Regions from separate parts of the Sus scrofa genome. Here all the other regions are linked to region 1. Evidence: chromatin contacts called from public Hi-C data. All regions are on one chromosome and are shown on one strand. Each heading gives the region's core, a stretch centred on a gene start, on an enhancer-like site or on the middle of the called end of the contact. The rest is flanking DNA. Distances are from core to core; before and after follow the strand shown. Region 1 holds the start of SLAIN2 (SLAIN motif-containing protein 2). Region 2 holds the start of OCIAD1 (OCIA domain-containing protein 1). Region 3 holds the start of NFXL1 (NF-X1-type zinc finger protein NFXL1).

What was found. Hi-C and Micro-C count contacts between places; a contact is called where the count stands out from the background.
Region 2: a Hi-C map of liver shows a contact between it and region 1, with 5 times the contacts expected there. The contact joins the promoter of OCIAD1 here to the promoter of SLAIN2 in region 1. A contact is called at or near these places in 2 of 5 promoter capture datasets (liver and skeletal muscle) and 3 of 47 Hi-C or Micro-C datasets (heart right ventricle, liver and skeletal muscle).
Region 3: a contact with region 1 is called in a Hi-C map of liver, with 8 times the contacts expected there. The contact joins the promoter of NFXL1 here to the promoter of SLAIN2 in region 1. A contact is called at or near these places in 5 of 47 Hi-C or Micro-C datasets (epiblast stem cells, heart right ventricle, liver and 1 more).

What each region holds. Positions count from the first base shown.
Region 1 is chr8:38,240,074-38,242,924 of Sscrofa11.1, reverse strand. It overlaps SLAIN2 (SLAIN motif-containing protein 2), which reads right to left and starts at 1,428. Exons shown (of 9, transcript XM_005666635.3): 1 at 677-1,428. The coding sequence starts at 1,065.
Region 2 is chr8:38,744,037-38,746,887 of Sscrofa11.1, reverse strand. OCIAD1 (OCIA domain-containing protein 1) reads right to left here and starts at 1,473. Exons shown (of 8, transcript XM_021101191.1): 1 at 1,451-1,473. It overlaps FRYL (protein furry homolog-like), which reads left to right and starts at 1,050. Exons shown (of 66, transcript XM_021101186.1): 1 at 1,050-1,179.
Region 3 is chr8:37,874,224-37,877,074 of Sscrofa11.1, reverse strand. NFXL1 (NF-X1-type zinc finger protein NFXL1) reads left to right here and starts at 1,493. Exons shown (of 23, transcript XM_021100578.1): 1 at 1,493-1,559; 2 at 1,953-2,198. The coding sequence starts at 1,955.

The sequences.
Region 1 (2,851 bases), core at 179-2,678:
CTCCGAAAAAATGCCAGACCCAACTCTTGTTTTTAAAAATGAGAGCCAGGGCTCTTGTTTCCACCCGTGACTCTTCACACAAAGCAGCACCATCCCCTGCCCTCTTCACACAAAGCAAGCTTTACCCCACTACCCAACCGGGAGTGCTGATTCATAAGATCTCCCCATCGCCGCCAGAAAGGTACCCATCTCCCACTGATCCAAAACACTGACCACTGCACGGACTTGGGCCACTCTGGTCTGCTTCCCGCACTGGGTTATACTACATCGGCTGACCCCTCCCCAACATCCAAAACGCCCAGACCACCATCCCAAAGCCAGTATGTCACACAAAGCAGGAGCTCTTTCTTCAAAGCGGTTTCCCATCTCCGACTCCTCCCACAGCAAACAGCCCTTCCTATGCTGTGCCAGCCTCTAGACCCCAACGGGGTCCAAAGCCCAGAGGGTCCTCAACCCAGAAGAGAACTAGCTACAAACCCTGCTCCCTTTGCAAGCCTCGAACCCTCAACTCTCACCGACCTTTCTGCAACCCAATCAAAACCACGAGTCCCCCGTCAGAGAGCGGATCCCGCCACACAAAAGCGAGGTGTCTTAACCAGAGGACCCTCGGAAGACGCTCTCCGCCCCCAGGCCCATCCCCGCCCAGCCCCGGCCCGGCCCGGAGCCCCGCGCTCACCAGCTCTCCTCCTCCTCCTCCCAGCCTGACAGGCGCTCCAGCTCCTCGGGCCGCAGCGGCTCCACCTCGTCCAGCAAGCCACCCTCGCCTGCCGCCAGCAAGGAGGTGGCGTCCCGCAGCTCCTCGCTACTCGTCCGCCTCGGGCCCGTCCCGGCCCCGCTGCCCGACTTGGCGCTGAGGCCCAAGGGGAAGCCCCGAGGGGAGGCCGTACCGGAGGAGGGAGTGGACCCACCGGTCCGAACCGGGCTGCCAGGCCCGAGGGAGCCGGCGCCCTGCACGGCCCCGGAGCGGCTCCTCAGCTGCTCATTCTGCTTCTCCAGCTTCTTCACCAGCTCCTGCAGCTTCCGCACCTCCTGGTCCGCGTTCACGTTGGAGTTAACGTCCTCCATCCCGGCTCCGCCGCCTCTGTCGCCCGCCACCCGCTTGGACTCACAGCGACAGGGAAAAAGCCGGAGGAAAAAGGTGCCGCCGCCGCTCACTCTAGCCGACGCGCCGGCATATAGCAGGGCCAGGCCCCACCGCCAGGGTCCCCTCTGCTTCGGTTCCGAAGCGCCGCTGGCCCCAGCCGTGCCGCCTCATCTGCGCCGGCTCCAGGATTGGGGGAGGCGGCGCCAATATCCGGCCTCAGCCGCCATCTTCCCTCCGTCCCTCCGCCCCCCTCAGCCCGGCCCCGTCGGTGACCTCAGAGCGTCGAGGGTGGACAGGCAGCGGGCGGACGCTGAGAGGACCTGGCGCAGATCTCGTGGAGGGGCGGGGCCATGGGCGAGGCCGGTGGGGAGGGCCCGAGTGGGGCGGGCCTTACACCGGAAGGGGCGGTGCCTATGCGTCAGCGGAGGTGGGCGGCTGCCCCTCAGGCTGGGCAGAGCGATTCCGGTCTCAGGCAGAGCGGAGGGGAGTGTGGACTTGGCGGTGGGTGGGGCTAAGGTTGCTCTCAGAGGCGCTCCCTTAGCACCGACTATTGGCAGTGGATGTGTACCGGCTGGTGGGACCGGCGCCCGGTCCAATCCTCCTTCTCTGCTGGTTCTCGGGTGGGCGCTCAGCTGGGCCCCTTGGAGAGACAATTAATTTCATCTGTTTGTTCAGCAAATATTTATTAGATGCCTCCTTGAAAATAGTAGATTGTCCGGGCTGGCAGGAGCCTCAGACCATCTGTGACGCGTTTTTCTCTGAAAATGAGAAAACAGAATCCCAAATTGTTAAGAGAGGTCTAAGGTCAAAATAATAACCGTAAATTGTTGAGTGCTTGCTTACTACGGGCCAAACACTGCATTTTACAGGGATTATCTCGTTGATTAGATCAGTTTTCTCGACTTTACTGCAGCTTACTGCACACTTGTATGGAAGCAGGGAATAGAAAAACGCTTCTCTCGCCTAAACTTTGTATGTTAATTGAGGCATAATTTGTTCTTCAGATCGTTTTCTTCTGAAAAACTTTTTCATAGTGTGTCTTTTTAAAAAGTTGTGTATTGAAAGCACTTAAACATTTTGACAAAAAAAACTGATGAATGCTGAGAGATGTAAAAATGTGTATTCAATGGCACCCCTGTATAATTCGTACTCTTGCTGCAAAAAGAAAACAAAAATACTAAATTCTTTGTTTTGATCACATTCACCGCTCTTCAGAGAGCAAATTGTGAACGACTGGTTTGTGTTTGCAGCTTTCCTCTAATTGCCTCCTCCACCCTTTGCTAATAATGATCCAGTGCTATTACACTTGGGTGTGGACTCATATGCCAAGTCCTACTTGCTTGTACCTTTTAAACTTCCTGTGATGTGTTTTCCTTACTTAGAATATTTTACCTACCAAATCTGATTCTGTTTTTGAAAACGCGTGCTCATCCATCTAGGAAAACTTTTCCCCACAATTCCACAAAGATCTAGTTGTTCTGTTTAACGTTACCTGAGCAATAGTTTTCAACAGGTGTTTGCACTTTTTAAAAATTTGCTTTTTTTCTCAGTTGCTTTCAGTTGTTTTTGTCTATACACCTGATGAAAAGAGACCATTCATTTTTGTTTTCCATGTCTAGTAGAGTGTCTGACACAGTGGACATTCAAAATCTGCTCTGTTGAAAGTTATGAAGAATGTAAGCTCTGGGAGTTCCTGTTGTAGTGCAGTGGAAACGCATCTAACTAGGATCCATAAGGACTCAGTTTGATCCCTGGCCTTGCTCAACG
Region 2 (2,851 bases), core at 224-2,723, 500 kb before region 1:
CAGTCACACGTGCACATATACATTCCTTTTTCTCACATTATCATGCAGAATAGATGCTTTTTAGTGTTTACCAATTGATTACATCAAGTTAAGAAACAAAAATTTATCAATGTTTTAAAAAAACATATTTTCCCTCCAGAGGCTGGTTTATTTCACATGATCCTATGTTTGGATCCTCTCAGAAATATATGCCCAATGATTAGGATAATTCTCCAAAACAGAGGAAAAACCCCAAGTCATTTCTGGGCTTTCATTTTTAAAAATAAAATAATCATCAGGAAACATACAACTTCTTCCACAGAGCAGTACTCCAAAAAAAAAAAAAAAAAAAAACCTCGAAATAAGAACGACGTCACATTTTTCTCCCTGTGGTATGAAGCTAACAGCATATTCTGCATCCTGTAAACTTTCCTCCCTAGGTTTTCGATTAAAAAAAAAAATTCATAGTATTTCAAGAACACTATTTTTTTAACCGATGCCTTCGGACTTAAGCGACCAAGAGATTAAAGAGTTACGTGCGTTACAGAATGTTCAGGTAGGATCATGATTACTCCCATCTTAAAAACAATTTAAATGAAAACGGAAACGTCAGACGACCATAGCTACTGGGCCCTTCCACTTACGCAGTAAATCAAAACAGGGGGCCTACTACATGCCAATCCCTTGGCCAAGGATAAAAGAACTAAATAAAGCATGTTTTGTTTTGTTAACAAAAAAACAAAAAAACGGAAAGGGCAAATGAACTCAGGGATTGATGGAGGTTGCTTAATGAACTACTTATATTTTAAAACAACAGTAAAAGAAAAAAATGAAAACCGCTTCTTTCTCGTTAACAGGATCCTACCTACAAAGAGACTGCCAGGGCTGAAAAGGGCCCTTTAGACGCCTTCATTTTAATCCCTTTACCCCGAAGAAAAAACCTGAATTACGACCATTGACTCCGCATTCCATCCCCCACCCACTGCGTCTCCCACCCGCAACACCTACACACATCCGTCACCATGAATTTCTCCCATCCACACCCCCCGAGACACGCTCCCTCACCAGCCCTGGTCACCCGCCTGGTCACCCGCCTGGTCACCCGCACGCAGGGGCCCTAGACCAAAAGCGCGATCGGACCACCCTCGCAGACGGGAAAATGGCGGAAGGTGCAGGGGAACGGCTGGCCGCGCGGAGATGGTAAGTGGGTAGGTAGGAGGGCTGAACGGGGCTTTCTGCGTCACCTCACCCACCTCCCGACGACAGCAGCGGGTGACAGCGCGGCGAGCCCGAGCGACCAGGGGCAGAAGGCCTGGAGGGAACCCGAGCAGGGTCGGGGGTGGGGGGAGGGAGGGAGATGCGCGAGACAGCAGCAAAGTTGGGGGTGGGGAGCGGTCACCGCAGCAACCGTCCAGAAATCAACCAGATACGGGCACAAAATGACTACAACCCGGAAGCATTCGGGGCTTACGGAAGGAAATGACGTCAAGACCTTCCCTCCGAGTGTCAAGGCACGCAGCCTCGGAATAGACAGGTGCGCCTGCGTCGGTCAGCGCCGTCCTCCTCGGCTCGCCCCTCCTCCCTTTCCGGGTCCAGGCGGAGGCGCTCACGAGCTGCACTGCGGCTGCGCCAGCCGCCTCTGCGGACCCGAGCTCCGCCCACCGGCTCTCCTCAGGGCGCGGGAAGCTTGGCCTGAGGCTGTTGTGATGGGTAGTTGTGATCTTCCAGGGACCGGCTGGCAGGAACGTTTTGGAGCCCCGCATTTAGGCCGTTGTTCAATTACAAATTTTTCTTGGCTCTTTCTCTGTTTACGGTTTACATAATTCATTTCATTCTTTGAGCCTCTAGGCTAAGCAGTAGCAGGTAATTACTAAGCATGCGCACTTGGCTGGCTCTCAGACTTTTTGAGCTTTAACTTCCAATTCTAGTACCTCAGGCATAGTACAACCTTGCTGTTTCTGAGCCTCGGGTTTTTCTTTTCTGCAAAGTGAAAATAAGATTTACCTCATACGGTTGTGAGGAGTAAAGCAACACACCTTAAACGAGGCTTACATTCTCTATTAATGGAAGAGTTTGGGGGCTCATGTCTTCTGTTCGTCAGATGTCATGCTGCTGTCCTCAGCCACCATTCAGTTATTATTCGTTCTACAGATAATGCGTGCGTGATAGGAGCCAGTTACTGAAAAGTTATTGGTGATTCCACGGTGAACAATCAACCCCTACCCCTTTGATTAACTCTTGCAAACCTCTCAGATTTCTTAGCTCTTACTGAGCCCGCTGTCACTATCCTTCTATCTTTTCCACTGCCTCAAATTTATTCTCCCACAAATATTTTTTAGAGAGAGACAGGGTATAGCGATCCATCTAAAACACAAATCAACTCCCGTGATTCCTTCCTTAGAGCATTTCGATCATGCACAAACTGTGAGTGTCTTTTCATGGCTTGGCATCTGTCCCCTTGAGCCTCACTTTCTTGTTTTATTTATTTATTTTGGCCACTTCTGTGGTATGTGGAAGTTCCCGGGCCAGGGATTGAACTGGAGCTACAACAGTGATGGTAGCACAGCAGTGTCGCATTGTCATGCCAGGTCATAACCCACTGAGCTACCAGGGAACTCTTTTCTTCTGTTTTGTGTTCACTGTAAGAAACAGCCTGCAGCCCTTTGTACTCAGTTCCCTGTATGTTGTTTTTCCTAGCACAACCCTTCTGCCTGTGTTGTCAATGCTATTGATATTTCCAAATCTTGCTTTTATATTTCCTCCCATGTGAACCCTTCTCTGAAATACACCTCAGAAAATTAATTATGCCTCCTTTTTAGTACCTCTTTCTTTTGTGAGAACTTCTGTCACTACAAATGTTCTGCCACTATAT
Region 3 (2,851 bases), core at 244-2,743, 370 kb after region 1:
ATAATATGGCAGGGGAAAATTCTGATCATGTGAGCCTTTGGCCCAATTAGGTCTTCTAAAAGTAACTGGAATTTCTAGGTAAAAATTAAATATTTTTTCATAGTAATCATATAGCATGGGTTAGAAACCGCGAGGGAAAGAGGAGGGAGAAACTGGAGCGCTGAGAGCTCAAGCGGGCTTACCAACCAACAGAGTGGCTGAGAGCTCTGAGCAAAGAGAGCTCAGGCTCCCCCAGCTTAGGCAACAGCTTGTTATACAGGTAAAGGGGTAATTTCTATTTTTAGCACATTCTATTTTTAGCAAAGTTTCGGGATGGGGTAAGAAACAGTGAAGATACAAGTTATATTGTAACAGTTTCTCCGGCTATTCTTGTCTTGCAGCCTTGTGTTTCTTTTTGTACAGTTATCACCTAACGGCATGGTGTGTTCAAAAGTGTAAGTCAAGAGTCATACGACTTAGTTGCATGCCAGGATGCTGAATAAGAAAATTTTGTCTTTATTTTGTAATTAAAAAAAAATGGGATTGATAACAATAACTAGTTATATAAAGGGCAAGTTACTTAACCTCTCTGTGCCTCACTATTCTTAATGTAAGATGGGACTAATAAGATGACTCCGAGTACCGCACTATCCATAGACATATATATGTAAAACACTTTAAAATAGCACCTGGCACTTAATACTTGCTATATAAATATTAGTTATTTATTATTAAAGTACAGGAATTAGTTAAATTGAAGGGTTGTAAAGAATCCTATAGTCCCAAACAGCAATCAGTATATTTCTCAAAGACAGGCCTCCGAATTTTTGAAATTGCTCTTTTTCTATATCTTATTGGAAACAGTGAAGTCAGAAGAATTAGGATCACACCTGGCTCTCAACTACTTTCCTTAATTAAGTATACTTTACAGAGCTGTCCTGAAAATAAAGTCAGCTTGCTTCCAGAGAAGCATACTGTAAACTATTAAGGACTATGATAATAATACCATTAGCTTTATCCTCTCCATTGCTTTAGCACCTCAGAAAGGCGCTTTCTCCACTCCAAACACTTTCTCTCTCTCAGCTTTTCCTCCATCTTCCCCGACCCCAAAGTGTTTTCATAGTAAACGCCTTTCCCGTCAGTGAGAAAAATTCCCTGCCAGCAGAAAGCCAGAAAACAAGGCTAAAGATGGCGGACAGTCAATTATCGGCCCCTGGGACATGTTCCCGATACCCTGCTGGGTTTAGGGCAGTTGCGGGAAAGCAGCAGAATCTTCAAGCATCCCAAAAGCCTCAGGGCCCGCCCACTTCCCCACCTTGCGCTCTCTCTGTGGCGCCCACCTCTCCCGAGCCCCGGAGCACACCGGGAATTGTAGTTTCTGACGATCCGATTCAGTCCTCGCGGGTTCTCAGAGGACTTTTCTGCCACCCCACCCCCACCCCAACCCCGCCCCCAGCCTCCACTCTGCCTCAACACACAGACACAGTCCCGGATGAGGAAGCGGCCTGTGATGCCACGCGTTCTGAGAGCCCTGGGCTGGGGCTTCTGGGAGTTGTAGTCGCTGGAGGCGGGCGCCGTCGGTAAGGAGACGTAGCGTTTCAACGGGTTTGCTACCACAGTTGGTTCCTGGAGGGACCCGCGGGGTCTGTCCGCAGTTTTGCTGTCACCCCGCTACCCCTGAGGCTGAGGAGGCGCTTTCCCCCTCTACGGCTCTCCTTCTCCGGCGCTGGATGCTCCTTGCCTCGCAGTCCATTTCTCTGCCTAGTTCTCTCTCTCTTCGATCCATCTCCAGAGCCCGGGCTTAGCGGGGACTCGCCCTCTGGGAGAGACAGGGCCGCGACCCGGTCCCTGCCCTGCGGAGACCCTCCTCATTCTGCCCGGTACAGCGGCTCCCCCCGCTCTCTCCTTTCCCCGTCTAAACACCACCGCGCTCACGCTCCTTCCACTCTTTCCCCCCCTCCCCACTCCTGCAGGGATGGAAGCTTCCTGGCGCCAGGTGGCCGGTGGCCGAGGCCGAGCCCGTGGACGGGCCACTGCGGCCCCCTCCTCGGGAAATGGAGTCCATCTCCGCGGCGCCGGAGGAGGGCGAGAGAAGGGGTCGGTGGGCGCTACTGGTCCTGGCCCCAGCCCGGGAGGAGCCGCGACCGCTTCGGCTGCAGGTAGCTCAGCCCGACGCAGCCCCTGGGGATCTGAAGCGCCGCAGACTTCCGTAGCCAGTGGTGAGAATGGAACTTGTCGGGGGGCTCACTTGGATGCCTGCTAAGACATTTGATAGTCAGAACTGCCTCTGCCCCATTCATTTCTTTTCTTCTTCCGGAGTTTATTGTTAGCCTCATTTCTCAAACCTTTCAGGAAGCTGCTCATTCTAGGCTGATTCCCATCAGACTTTTTTCATCATTTTAAGTGATAGGAATATTTGTTATTTCCCCATCCAGTATTCTTTTCACTCTTTTTGCCTGCTAAGTGTCTAGACCAAAAGTTGCAAATTGTGCCCCCCCCCACCCCCCGAGGGGAGGAATCTGATTTAGCCTTTAGTTTGGTTTGGTTTGGTTTGGTTTGGTTGACACAGTGAATTAAATCTGAATTGGTTGCCAGTAGTATTTTTGTTTTTTCTTTTCTTTTTAAAAATCTCATAACAGTCTGGTTATCATCTACTTTTCTTGGAAAATGAAACTTTGTGGCTGTCGCGTGGGAACAGCCAGCTAGGCTACATCGAAGAAATCCCATTTAGAATGGGTTTAGGCTTTCCACTTCTCATTGGGTCTCCTACTTCTGGGGCCACGTGTCATTTGCCATCTTGATTTGATTGCCTTAGTTTAGTAACTTTAATTGTCTTTGTCCTGTAAGCACTTGAGTTTGTGGTACTTTCGAC